3 separate regions of the Mus musculus genome follow, and regions 1 and 3 are each linked to region 2. The links are chromatin contacts, called in public Hi-C and HiChIP or PLAC-seq maps. All regions are on one chromosome and are shown on one strand. The core of a region is the stretch at or near the end of the contact, and the rest is flanking DNA. Distances in the headings are between cores, read along the strand shown.

Region 1 (3,720 bases), core at 953-3,452, 610 kb after region 2:
CAGAGGAGAAGGGGGCAGGGAGTGGGGAAAGAATTTTGGGAGAAGGTGACTGAGAGGGGCCAGTGAGGGATGTGTAAACTAATAAATAAAATAAAATAAAATAAAATAAAATAGAATGTGAAAGCTCATGGGAAACATGCTATGTAGCTAACATTTTTTCTTTTGACCAGGCTTTCTTTTTTCCCCCCTAAAACTTGATTTATTTTTATGAGTGTGTACACATGTATGTGCTGGTGAGAGCAGAGGCCCGCAGAAGTCATTCCACTTCTTGGAGCTGGAGTTACAGGTAGTTGTAAGCCACCCAATACGGGTGCAGAAAAATCTAGCTATCACCACCTGCAAGATCAGCATAAGTGCTCTGAAGCACGGAGCCATCTCTCCAGCCCCGTAGCTGACATCTTAAAGTGAAGACCTGTCCTCATATCCAGAAGGGATGTGGCTGAAGCCACAGAGGGGCTGTGGAACCTTCAGCCATAAGCATCTTTGTATCCCATTCTGTGCGTGCAGTGTCGTCGCTTGACTTCTCTCACAATACAAGGACTTACTTCTGTGCTAGCTCGCCACACAGATAGCAAGCTTTGCTCTTATGTGTGGCATTGTGTCTTTCACACCAGAACTACCCAAGGAAATACCCTCCTGTTCGTTCCACATTGATGACTCTATTTCTTTTTTAAAGACTCACTGTATCATCTCAAACGTGGGATGCTCTGGCTTCCCAGTGGTGTGGTCACAGGTCTGTGCCACACACAGCTGAACCCAAGCTTGAGGGGAGTGGCTGGAGTGAGGTGCTCATACCAGAGAAGATACGGCACATCCCCCTTTGGTCTAGAAGGGCTTCTACTCTGCCTATCACTTGAACCACTCTTAGCAGCCGAGTTGCCACCCAACTGTCAAAACTCTGACCCTCTAAACCTAAGGTTCAGGTGCAGGTAATGGCTTTGAAATCGGTACTTCATGCTCATAGAGTGACCCCAAGACCTAAAGAGGAAGGTTTTGTTGGTAGTGGGGTTCTTTTTTCCCTGTATTTCTTTAACTTTCAAAATTACAACAAGTTAAGTATTAACTGTTGAGCAGTGAACTTGTGGAGTTTCATGGAGCCTTTCCGGGCTTCCCGTGATAACATCTTATTAAACCACAGCACAATTATCGAAACCAGGAAAGGAACATTGATAAAATACTAAGAGCTAATCTACAGATCTGAGGGAAACGTATCCAATTAGCCACTAATGGCTTTCAGTGATTCTTTCCAGCGTCAGTTACCATGGTGTTAGCCTAACTGGTCTTCCAATTTCTATGGTTTCTTTACATGTCTGGACTGGAATTCTCTTCTGACGACAAACAACCTCTCCTGAGCTCTTTATTCTTCCATTCCCTGATTTTCTTGTATCCACATGAGCTCATGGATATCTATTTTATCCTATATGTTATACCCCATTACTGTTGTATGCATTCTGTTGCCTAAATTGGTGCATCCTCGGCTATTGAGAGTGCCTGCTGCTCCCTGTTGCCAAGCTCCATCACATTTCAAAGCATTTCTTTAATTCTTCAGGTCATTTCTGCTTTCCCTGCCTCTGCCTTGAAATCCGCTATTTTTCACTGCTGTTCTTAATTCCACATTATTTGAATAGTAGGCTTATAACACTATTTATAATCTTGGAAAATTAATGTTTCCAATATGGGAATCTCTGCATAGAAAATATTAGATACTTTTTTTTTTACCACTTTTCATATGGATTATTACTTATCAGTCCACTAATTTATCAAACTGCAACAAGCCTATGCTATTTTATTATATAGGGCAAAAGAAGGGGGGAAGCCATGTAATTAGGATTTTTACAGAACAATCTACCATTATGCTTTCTTGGTTTTGTATTTATGTCTAGTACCTAACACAAAAGTGCATCTTTTAGGCTTTTTAGTGTTTTTAGGTACACACGTGTGTACGTGTGTGTACGTGTGTGTGCGTGTGCGTGTTTCAGTTCAAATGCCTGGGGCTTTTGACAAAAGAGTTTCTTGTCTGATTAAAGATTGTCATTTCTAATATATGATGGGGAGAACCTATTGAAGCAAACAGAGTTTTCAGTTGAATGTAGCTAAGCCAGAGGCCACCCTGCCCCCGACTGTGGTTTTGTGAATGCACACATTCCTCTCTGCTTCCTATTTATTTGCCTTTTGTCCTTTTGGTTAAGTGGACTTGATTTAGGTTTTCTGTGGCTTGCAAATGTGCCTGTGCAAACATTCCCTCTCCAGTTCATCCCACTGTGTTGGTTTGTGGGTTGTGGGTTTTTGTTTGTTTGTTTGTGTTCCTGCCTGTATCCCCACTTGTTTTAGTGCTGAAGTTAATTGCCTGTCTGTTTTCCCTTTGTGCCTCGGAGACCAGACTGTCTTCAACTCTTCCTGCCTTTCTGATCTCTGCATGGGGCACATGATCCCAGCACGGCTTTTTAGCTGAACTCAGAGGCCCGGAGCTGCTCTAACTTGTAAATTTTATTTAATGAACAAGGGGACATTTTGTTTGTTTCAATTAGTGCCAAATAAGTTTCCACTCTCAAGTCACTTTTTCTGAGTCAGGAACCTGGGCACCATCCACCTGGGTTCCCCAAGCCCAGGGCAAGGAAGCCGAAGTCTGCTCTCTCACCTAGAGGCTCTACTTGGGGGAAGCCTGCTTGGAGCTTTCTTAGTCCTGGAGCCAAAGGCTGTGGGTAGAAGAGGTTAGAGGCAGCAGAGACTGTGAATAGGGAACAAGTCCAACTACATGAGCGTCTCACAGCATCCTCAGATGGCCATGAACTCCTGATATCTAGCCAGGCCTGGCTCTGCAGAGGACAAAGCACTTTCGGGTCTGTTTTCTGTGCATCTTAGAAGTTTAGGTTTAAAGCAATTTCCTTTAGCAGTGTAAGTGGGTTTGTATACCAGTCAACATACCAGCACCAGAAACGCAATTAGATTTTAAAATTGTAACTACATTTATTTTTTGTTATGATTGCTTGCATTTTCTGTAGGTTGAATTGCTTACTAGTATTCATAAAATTATTTTCTAGATATCTTAAATTTTTCAAAGTGTTTCTCTATCTCTCTCTTCCTCTGTCTATCTCTCTGTCTCTGTCTCTCCCCCCACCCCGTGTGTGTGTGTGTGTGTGTGTGTGTGTGTGTGTGTGTATGTGTGTGTATGTATGTGTGTGAGTGTGTGTCTGTGTGTGAGTGTGTGTGTGTATGTGTGTCTCTGTGTGTGTGTGTGTATGTGTGTGTATGAGTGTGTGTGTGAATGTGTGTATGTGTGTGTGTTTATGGGTGTGTATGTGTGTGAGTGTGTGTGTGTGTGTGTTGGTAGAAAAGTAGTACTTCTGCATTGGTTGCACTGGAAATGTGGTGTGAATGTTTTAGGGCCATACACTGGCTATTCCAAATGTTTATTTCTGTTCGAGCAGCTGGCCTCATACTGTGTATATACACACACACACACACACACACACACACAGAGAGAGAGAGAGACCCCTCACCTAAAACACAGAAAGTTTTAAGATATCATGGAAAATCTTTTTATGAATATTGGTTAAATAATTGAGTATTTATGAATACTGGTAAGTTTAAATTTAACTATGTGGTGGGTAATTAGTGCACAGTGTGCAACTGGCGTGTTAATGAGGGCTATAACTAGACAAATAGCTAACAGGTTTGAAAACTTTTTTTTTGACAAATAGGTGATTCAATGAGGATATT
Region 2 (4,054 bases), core at 714-3,213:
ATGTATGTGCATGGCTGAGTGTGCAGATATGAGTGAGTGTAGTGCCCACTGAGGCCAGAAGAGGGCGTCAGATTCCCTGGAAGTGAGTTAAGAGGTGGTTGTGAGCTAGCTACCCTACATAGATCCTGGGACTCCAGTCCTTTTCCAACACCACAGCCCAAGTTTTTTATATTGTGCTCCATTCATAGGCTTAAAGGGAGCTGTCAAGATGGGGTAGTGCCGAAGGTACATTCTTAGGAGCATGGAAATAATTTTATTATATTTTTAAACATGAAAATGTACAGAAACCACCATGGAAGCGTGTACAAAGTGAATGCAATACCAATCCATTTTTTTTTTCCTGCCACTTCAACATTATCATAATGCCCCAGGGCTTTGTTTTCCCCACAGAAACACCAGATTTTAAGATGCATTTGAAATCTGAGTCTTGATAAAACATGTTTGTTTGCTAGTTCTGTTGTTAGCTTTTTTCCCCCCAGTAAGGGCTGGCACTTTTAGAACTATCTCTCATCTGCGTTTGAGTGTACTCAACAACTATTATCTCATTACTTTACCACATCCTGGGAAGGGCTAAGTGGCAGACAGCATCCATCCACTGTCCTCCCTTTTCACTAAGAAGCAGCAAGGGGTTAAAAAACCAAGACCTTCATACTCCCCAGATCCACTTAACTGCCCTGGCCAAGCTGCCTCCAAGGAGAGGAAAAAATATCTCCTTAGATCAGAATGGAGACAGGCTTGCTGTACAGTGCCCTTGTGTTAAACCTAAGAGACAGATGCAAGACGCTTACTCCTCTCTCGTGGTAAATAACTCCAACATGACTGATGCTCCACAGAAATCAATAGCAGGGACGATTGCCTTTTTTGGAACTGCCTGGGCAGTCAGCTGGAGAGGGGGCACTGCTAATCCCAGGCATGCTGCCTGGATCATGCACTGAAAACAGGCTTCACAAAAGAGAAGGGCGAGTAGCTTACTTATTAAAGAGACAACTGTAAAGTCTGATACAAACAGGCAAGCGTAAAGCCTCCACTACACAGACCCAAAGCTTGGCTTGGCAACCAAAAAAAAAAAAAAAAAAAAAAAAAAACCCAAAACAAAACAATAAGCAGTTGAAAAAGTCTAGCCCCCCTTCATCCCTGAGATGACACCGCCACTGAGAAACAGTCTGCAGAGAGGGCTGGTGGAGATGGGCTCCCCAGTGACCCAGAACCCACAGCAGGAAGTAGAGGGGAAGCCTCCTCCGCCTGTCTGACACTAACCCAGTGAAAGACTGCAGTGGAGACCATGGGGATTTCTCCTTTTGCTTTGGTTCTGAAGCAGCCTACACTTTCCTCAAGGCCAAAAGTCTAGCTGACAATTGCCTAAATCGTGTTCCCCAAGGTCGTTCCTTTCTGCACTGCCCACCAAGGCAAGGGAATCCATGTGACCTTGAGGAGGATGAAAGTCATTTCTGACCCCACTTTTAATTCTCAACTGATTTAACTGAAACCAGACACTGGGTGCCAACAACGAGAAGTTTAAAACATTGTACATGAAGCTTGGGCTGATGAGCAAGTCACAAAATGATATATACTAACACCCAGTGCTGCCTGTCAACTTAAAAATTAAAATAAAATAAAATAAAATAATGAAGACAGAAACTCTATCAGCTCCTTTACAACAAACAGGCCTGGTTCGTTTACAACTCCTGGAAATAACTCTGGGTCGGTCAAATGTTCTTATTTCATATGTTCTCACCGGCTTTCAGGACTGGGGCACATTGTTTCCCCAAACACCATCCGGCCATAATGACCAGGTTACCACTGATAATTATGCTCGCCTGTCTATAGGTTTGTCAGCTAAATGAATCCACAGACGCCCGTCATAATGAGCAGAATTCAACTTCTGCCACAGCTGGGCTGACCACATCACATTAGGAAAACAAGCTCTTTGCAATAACCAGTTCTGGGCATCACTGGTTAAAAAAGACTAGTTTCCTGTTTTTCTCAAAGACTTCACAATGTGGGTATTGCTATTTTTTACCCCACCCACACTTCTTCTCTTTAATTGCTGAAGATTAGATGCTGTAAACACCTAACCATGGGTAGTGTGTGTGTGTGTGTGTGTGTGTGTGTGTGTGTCTGTGTGTGTCAGGTGGGGTTTGTCCATTCCTAGCCAAGGCCTCACCTTGGCTGAGACAGGACTTGGGGATTCGGCATGAACTTCCCCGCAGCCTCAACTCAGAAAGCTGACCTTGGAGCTGGGCCTGAGCTAGGGAGGTGCTGCAAGCTCTGTGCTAGGTCCTTGTAGCTGACACCAGAAATGGCAGTTTGGGGGAGAAGACCACTTACAAGTGGAATTGCAACTCAGGTTTGCTAAGCAAATCCCACAGTTAAGAGTCTGGTTAAAAAAATAGTTACGAATCTATTTTTAAAAAAAAAAAGCAAGTATGAAATGCCAACCTAGCATCTACTTATAACCATGGAGAGGCGTCCTTCTCCCTCACTGGAAAAGGCTGCTTTCTTTTTCCAGGGACGTTTAAGGACATGTTTAAGGTACAAAACAGCATGGCTGCTCTGCTTGACCCCCACCACCTCAGTCAAGACCCTGTTCTAAAGTCAATTCCTCCCAGACCCTCCACAAACTTACAGGGGGCGTGTGTGTGCACGGAAGCACATAGCTGCATTTGTGCATCCCTGTCTGTCTGTCTGTCTGTCTGTCTGTCTCTCTCTCTCTCTCACACACACACACACATACACACATACACACACACACACACACACACACACACACACACACACACACACGTGAATGAGAAGGATGATCTGTGTCTGCCTCCTGGGGGAGTGGGGGAGGGGTGCAACAGAATGTGTGCATCACTGAAGCCAGCAGCCCCCCAGGCTGAGCCTAGGTAACAGCAAGCAATGGGTGAGTACTTCCTGAGCACTCAGCCCGGCCTCCAGCCTCCCACTCCGACTTCCGATGACCTGTGTCTCCCCTCCTCTGCCTACATTCTGGTCACCACGTCTCTGGAATCCCTCATCCTGCGTTCCTTTGCATCTGCCTTTCTCACAGACCAAGAGCTCTGAGAGGTTGCATGCGGCAATAGCCGCTCAGCAAACACCGGATGATCTGTGACAGGAAAGTCACTTTTGACTGACAACTTTGGAGTTAGTCAAGTACACAATCTATTTTTTTTTTAAATCTGGAAGAAAAAAGTCACAATTAGGAACAGATTTCTGCCTATAGCTCCTTGATCTAATATTGCGACTTTGAAGCTGTTTTTCTTTAAAACTTTTAAAATGTTTTCTTTAAAAGTCAATGAAGACAGGGGACTCCAGGGGAAATTAAAATCTTCGTTTTGAAGGAGTGAGGAAAAGTGGAGGTCCCAGTTTGAATCTTCAGAGCCTGCAAAAGACGTCAAGCACAATTTTGGCTACTCTAGAACTGGGATGGAGGAAAAATGGAAGCAAGCGCATTCATTCTCTTACTCTAGCCTACTCTACAAACACTGGGTTCAGTGAGAAACCCCATCTCAAAAATCAAGGTGGAGAGTGTTGAGAAATGTCAACCTCTGGCCCACGTGCATGCATACTCACACACACCCAGACATACACACACACACACAGACATACACACAAAGACACACACACACATACGCAAACACTTGCATGCTTACATGCATGCACTCACACACACACACACAGACATGTGCATGCATAAACACATACAGACATACACAGAGACATACACACACACACAGACACACACACACACATCACACACACACGCACTAGAGAAAGTGAAAACAGGTTTCGCCTTCTAAGTTATTTTAAAGGAAAAGGGTTCTAGCCCTTCAGATCTTCTGTATTTCTTTAAAATGGGTAAAAAAAAAAAAAAATCTAGGTCTCAATCAAAACACACACATATTGATTCTGAGTGACGCCCACTCATGTTAATCACAACCAAGAAGAGAAACACTGTGAAATAGGCCCTTTGTGTGGATAAATATGAAGAACTTCCTGCCCGCCTCAGGAATTTTTTAACTGCTTGTACGTATACTCATGACATTTTATG
Region 3 (4,277 bases), core at 1,403-3,902, 990 kb after region 2:
CCTGGTCTACAAGGCACATTACAGGCTGGCCAAATCTACAGTGAGACCCTTTCTCAAAAAGACACTAACTCATTGATGCCTTGCAAAAGGAAAAGTGGGGGTGAGGAAGAGGAGGGACATCACATTTTGATAGTCACCTTCTTAAATAATTCTCTTTAGCAAGATAACTAAGCATCAAATTTGATTTTCTCAAGAGGAGAGAGCCCACCCATCACAGCCCAGGCACAACAGGAAACTACTGGCTGAATTCATTCCTAACAGAATTGGTGAGACAGTATTCAGTAGTACCTCTTGAGTCCCAGCCTTTCAAGGCCCTTGATTCTTGAAAATGGACAAAATAATGAAGAGCTGCCTCTGTCCCCCACCCCCTTCTTTTTCTTTCGTGGGTAATTGTTAGCTAATAAAACGATCAAAATAAATGTTAGAAGAGAGCTCAAGAGAGTGGAAGAAAGAAGGAGGAGCAGTGAAAGGCTCAGAGCCCGGTGCGTGGGGAGCGGATGTGAGAGGCACCCCTTTTTTTTGTCTGCCTCTCAGGGGGAGAAGATTTCCTATTTGTCAGAAACTTGAAAAAAAATCTACAAAAGTACATTATGTTTTCCTAGCTAAATTGTGGAGTGGAAGCCATAGTTTGATGCTTATTGTGTTGGTGGCGGAGGGGTTGGGGGTGGGGGTGGGGCAGCATTTTCTCCCCAACACAGAATCTGAAACCTCCTCCCTGCACATCTGAGAGTCTGGACAGTCGGTCCTGCTGAGGCTTTGGACTGGGTGGGGGGTGGGAAGTTGCTTCTTCAAAAAAAAGAAAGAAAAGAAAAGAAAAGAAAAGAAAAATGAAGACAAGTTCACTACCTCTCTTCCAACAGGGAAGCATTCATGCAGGAAGTGAACTTTCAAAGAGTTTCAAAAGCAAATGCAATAAAGGGGCCGGGAGAGGCTCCACTTGCAGTTTTTAAGGACTAGACCGGTGGTCTCAACCTTCCTAATGCTGTGACCTTTCACTACAGTTCCTCACGGACCACCAACCAGACAATTATTTTTGATGCTACTTTGTAACTGTAATTTTGCTACTGTTATGAATGGTAAGGTAAAAATCTGATATGTGGATGGTCTTAGGTCACCCTGTGAAGAGGGTCATTTGACACCCCCAGAAGGATCACTGCTCAAAGTTTGAGAACCACTGGAAAAGGTGCTATTTTTCAGAGGGTCAGAGGAAGGAAGAGATGGAATACCAACTCTAATGGAGGAAAAAAAAAAAAAGCTAAGCTTCGAGTTTATCCTGTGCAAACTGACTGCTGTGGGCTCCTGGGCCTTAGCTTGGCATGGTCAGCCCTGTGCAGGGGAGTGAGTTAGACCCTATGCTTAAGAGTGCAGGCTGCAGAATGGACAGGAAAGGAAAAAGAGGAACTCTGGGTGCCTTCTTAAATGACCTACTGAGGCTTCTGAGTCACATGCTCCAAGCAAATTCACTCCCCCAACACAAGACAACAATGTTCTGCTGAGCTTCTTACCTGGTACAACACTGATTTGCAAATGTTACAAGGGACTCCAGCAGGCACCCCGGGTCCAGAGATACTTAATAGTGTACAGTGCACATGGCTGTGTGGTATACGTTAATGCACCACCCTCCATTACCACACTGAATTCCAAACCAGAGTATCATCTGCAGAGGGATCCTTTCAGTTGCCTACCAAAGGCAGCACAAATTGCTGGAGGCATGTGGCCTTGTCATTCACCCAACACACAAACCAAAGAGTCACTGTCTCTGCTCTCTGTCCTCACATGGTTGGTCCTCATAAGGGGAGATGGAAGGGATGTTCCAGTATCTAAAACATGCTCTTTCTGCTCTTACCAGAATGAGGACCTAGAGTCGTACAGATAGCTTTCACTCTTAACACTAGCAGGTCCTCTGAATGTCTAGAAAACAACGGTCCCAGCTCCAAGTCCATCAGGGGTTCTTAACCTGTGGGTGGCAACCTCTTTGGAGGGGTAAGATGACCCTTTTACAGGAGTCACGTAAGACCATCTGCATGTCAGATATTTACATTGCAGTTCATAACAGTAGCAAAATTACAGTATGAAGTAGCAACAAAAATAATTTTATGGTTGGGAGGGGTCACCACAACATGAAAAATTGTATTAGGAGTAGCAACACTGGTAAGATTGCGAACCACTGAACTACATGGTCTTCCATGACACTAATAATCTATCCAGGTAACCAAGACATTGGGCTATGACACCAACAGCCATGCTCTGCTGCAGGGAAGGCCAGGGACTCAAGACTCCAGCTGGGGCTTGCAGAAACCATTACTAGGAATATTTAATCATGTCTTTCCTTCTAGTTAAAAGAACCCTCTATAACGTGTTTTTATTTTCCCTTTTGTATTTGCATTTGGGACACACCTCCAGGAAGTCATTAGTAAGGCCTGCTTTAGTGACTAAATTGCTCAAACAGTAGAAAATCCCCTTCTCACATCATAGCCTCCTGTTGGGCATCCCTGCCTTGCTTTCTTTCCTTTCTCTGTGAGACCTCTGGTACTTTCCAGCCATGCCAGTTAAGGTTTTTATCAATTTGACACAATCTAAAGTCATCATAGACAAGTGAACCGCAATTGAGAAAACGCCTCCATCAGATTGCCTCTGGCCACGTCTGTGGGGAATTTTCTTGATTGATGATTGGTGTAGAAGGTTCCAACCCACTCTGGGTGGTACCACCCCTGCGCAGGTGGTCCTGGGTAATGTAAAAGCAGACCAAGCAAGCCAGGAAGCAGCCTTGATCTCTGCTTCAGATCCTGCCTCCAGGACCTTACTAGAGGTCCTGCGCTCTTATACTTAGTAATAAACTGTAAGATATAAGATGAAACAAATCCTTGTCTCTCCAAGTTCATTTTGGTCTTGATGTTTATCACAGCCACCGAAAGCAAAGGAGAACACCGGTCTTGATAGCCAACCTTGGTTGTCAACTTCTACTGGGATACACAGGGTGAGGTTTTGTTTCTGTCTTTCCTGACCTACCGAAGGCATTCTCTGATTGATTGGCTTCAATAAAAATCTAATGGTGGGGCAGGAAGTGGAAGGCAGGACTTCCTGGGAGGGAGAACAGGACTCTGAGCAGAAGAAAAAGAAAGATGTTTCACCAGCAGACATGAGAAAAGAGGAAACACGAAAGGAGGCCTGAGAGGAGAGGAAATAAAGGAGCCATGACAGTTTCCTGGTATTGCCTGGTGCTATTGACACTCCAAATGCCTTCATCTCTATCCTTTCCTAAACGTGATGGCCACTCATGGTTTAGACCAATCCCTTCATCTTATCTCTACTTTCTTCCCCTTGTGTCATAAGCATCATAAGCCACTGCTGGACATACAGACTCCAAATCAGGATCCCTAAAGGATGCTCACATACCCATGTACCTGTTGTGCATCTTTCCCTGTGGTGCCCGCCAGTCCCTCTCACTCAGTATTCAGAATGGAACTCAGTAACTTATCTTAAATAACCACTGTCACACAGTGTCACCACCTTAACCACTCAGAAGGCTGGGAGATGATGAGTTAGGACCAGTCTAGACGACATCGTGACTCTGCCTCAGAAAAACACCCCTACCATCAAAGATGGTTTTGTGTTTTAATTTTCATAATTTGAACAGCATTACTGTTCTCCCAGATACTCATATTTGAAAGCTTGGGGCCTTCTCGTGTCTCCTTTTCTCCCTTGTGCCTCCCAAATGCTATTAAAAAAATACATTTAGAATAAGCTTGGCTAATTTGTTTTTATGACACATGTCTAGTTTTGCCTTGTATTATAAGATGTGACTATTTTAAAGAAAAATTTGCAAAAATAAATTTGAATGGACATAGACAGATACCTTGATTAACAGCGTGATGTTATTATTTATTCTGCGATAGCTTATTTCTGACAAAGACATGATATCACATCCAACTTCTGCCTTGAATAATTCAATTTTATCGGTCTAAAATTGCATTCTGTTATAATATTTTTACCTTCAATAAGGGGATATTAAAATTTCCAAACAATATGCCAGTCATTTTGAAAATAAATTTTGTTATGAAAATTTAAACATACATAAAAACAGTAAAACAAACACCCATAGGACTCCCTTGCAAGGAAGGGAGGGAGGGAGGGGCAGAGAGAAGGGGGGAAAGTTGGGGGGGGAGAATGTTCAGATATCAGTTATTCTACCCCTCCTTGTCTTGCTATGTCATTATAACAGTGTTATAAAAAGTGTTGTAAAAGGGAGACTTGGGCTTACCCACCCAGCATGTGAG

The links. Hi-C and Micro-C count contacts between places; a contact is called where the count stands out from the background. HiChIP or PLAC-seq counts read pairs in DNA pulled down with a chosen protein or histone mark.
Region 1: a Hi-C map of the N1E-115 cell line shows a contact between it and region 2, with 3 times the contacts expected there. The contact joins two enhancer-like sites. A contact is called at or near these places in 1 of 484 Hi-C or Micro-C datasets (the N1E-115 cell line) and 3 of 115 datasets of contacts at active chromatin or transcription factors (large pre-B cells, microglia and pancreatic cancer cells).
Region 3: a contact with region 2 is called in an H3K27ac HiChIP or PLAC-seq map of thymic regulatory T cells, with 3 times the contacts expected there. The contact joins two enhancer-like sites. A contact is called at or near these places in 2 of 115 datasets of contacts at active chromatin or transcription factors (embryonic limb bud and thymic regulatory T cells).

What each region holds. Positions count from the first base shown.
Region 1 is chr10:13,430,788-13,434,507 of GRCm38.p6, reverse strand. The region is part of intron 1 of Phactr2 (phosphatase and actin regulator 2); the gene reads left to right. Among named protein-coding and RNA genes, the nearest start is that of Phactr2, 42 kb to the left of the region's middle. Within about 2 kb of position 2,202, at least 36 of the 459 cell types and tissues checked have an H3K27ac peak or open chromatin away from gene starts, as enhancers often do. A contact at or near this core is called in the N1E-115 cell line, where this site is marked.
Region 2 is chr10:14,043,125-14,047,178 of GRCm38.p6, reverse strand. The region is part of intron 1 of Hivep2 (human immunodeficiency virus type I enhancer binding protein 2); the gene reads right to left. Among named protein-coding and RNA genes, the nearest start is that of Hivep2, 79 kb to the right of the region's middle. Within about 2 kb of position 1,963, at least 130 of the 459 cell types and tissues checked have an H3K27ac peak or open chromatin away from gene starts, as enhancers often do. A contact at or near this core is called in the N1E-115 cell line and thymic regulatory T cells, where this site is marked.
Region 3 is chr10:13,055,421-13,059,697 of GRCm38.p6, reverse strand. No RefSeq gene overlaps it. Among named protein-coding and RNA genes, the nearest start is that of Gm40602, 3.0 kb to the left of the region's middle. Within about 2 kb of position 2,652, at least 5 of the 459 cell types and tissues checked have an H3K27ac peak or open chromatin away from gene starts, as enhancers often do. A contact at or near this core is called in thymic regulatory T cells, where this site is marked.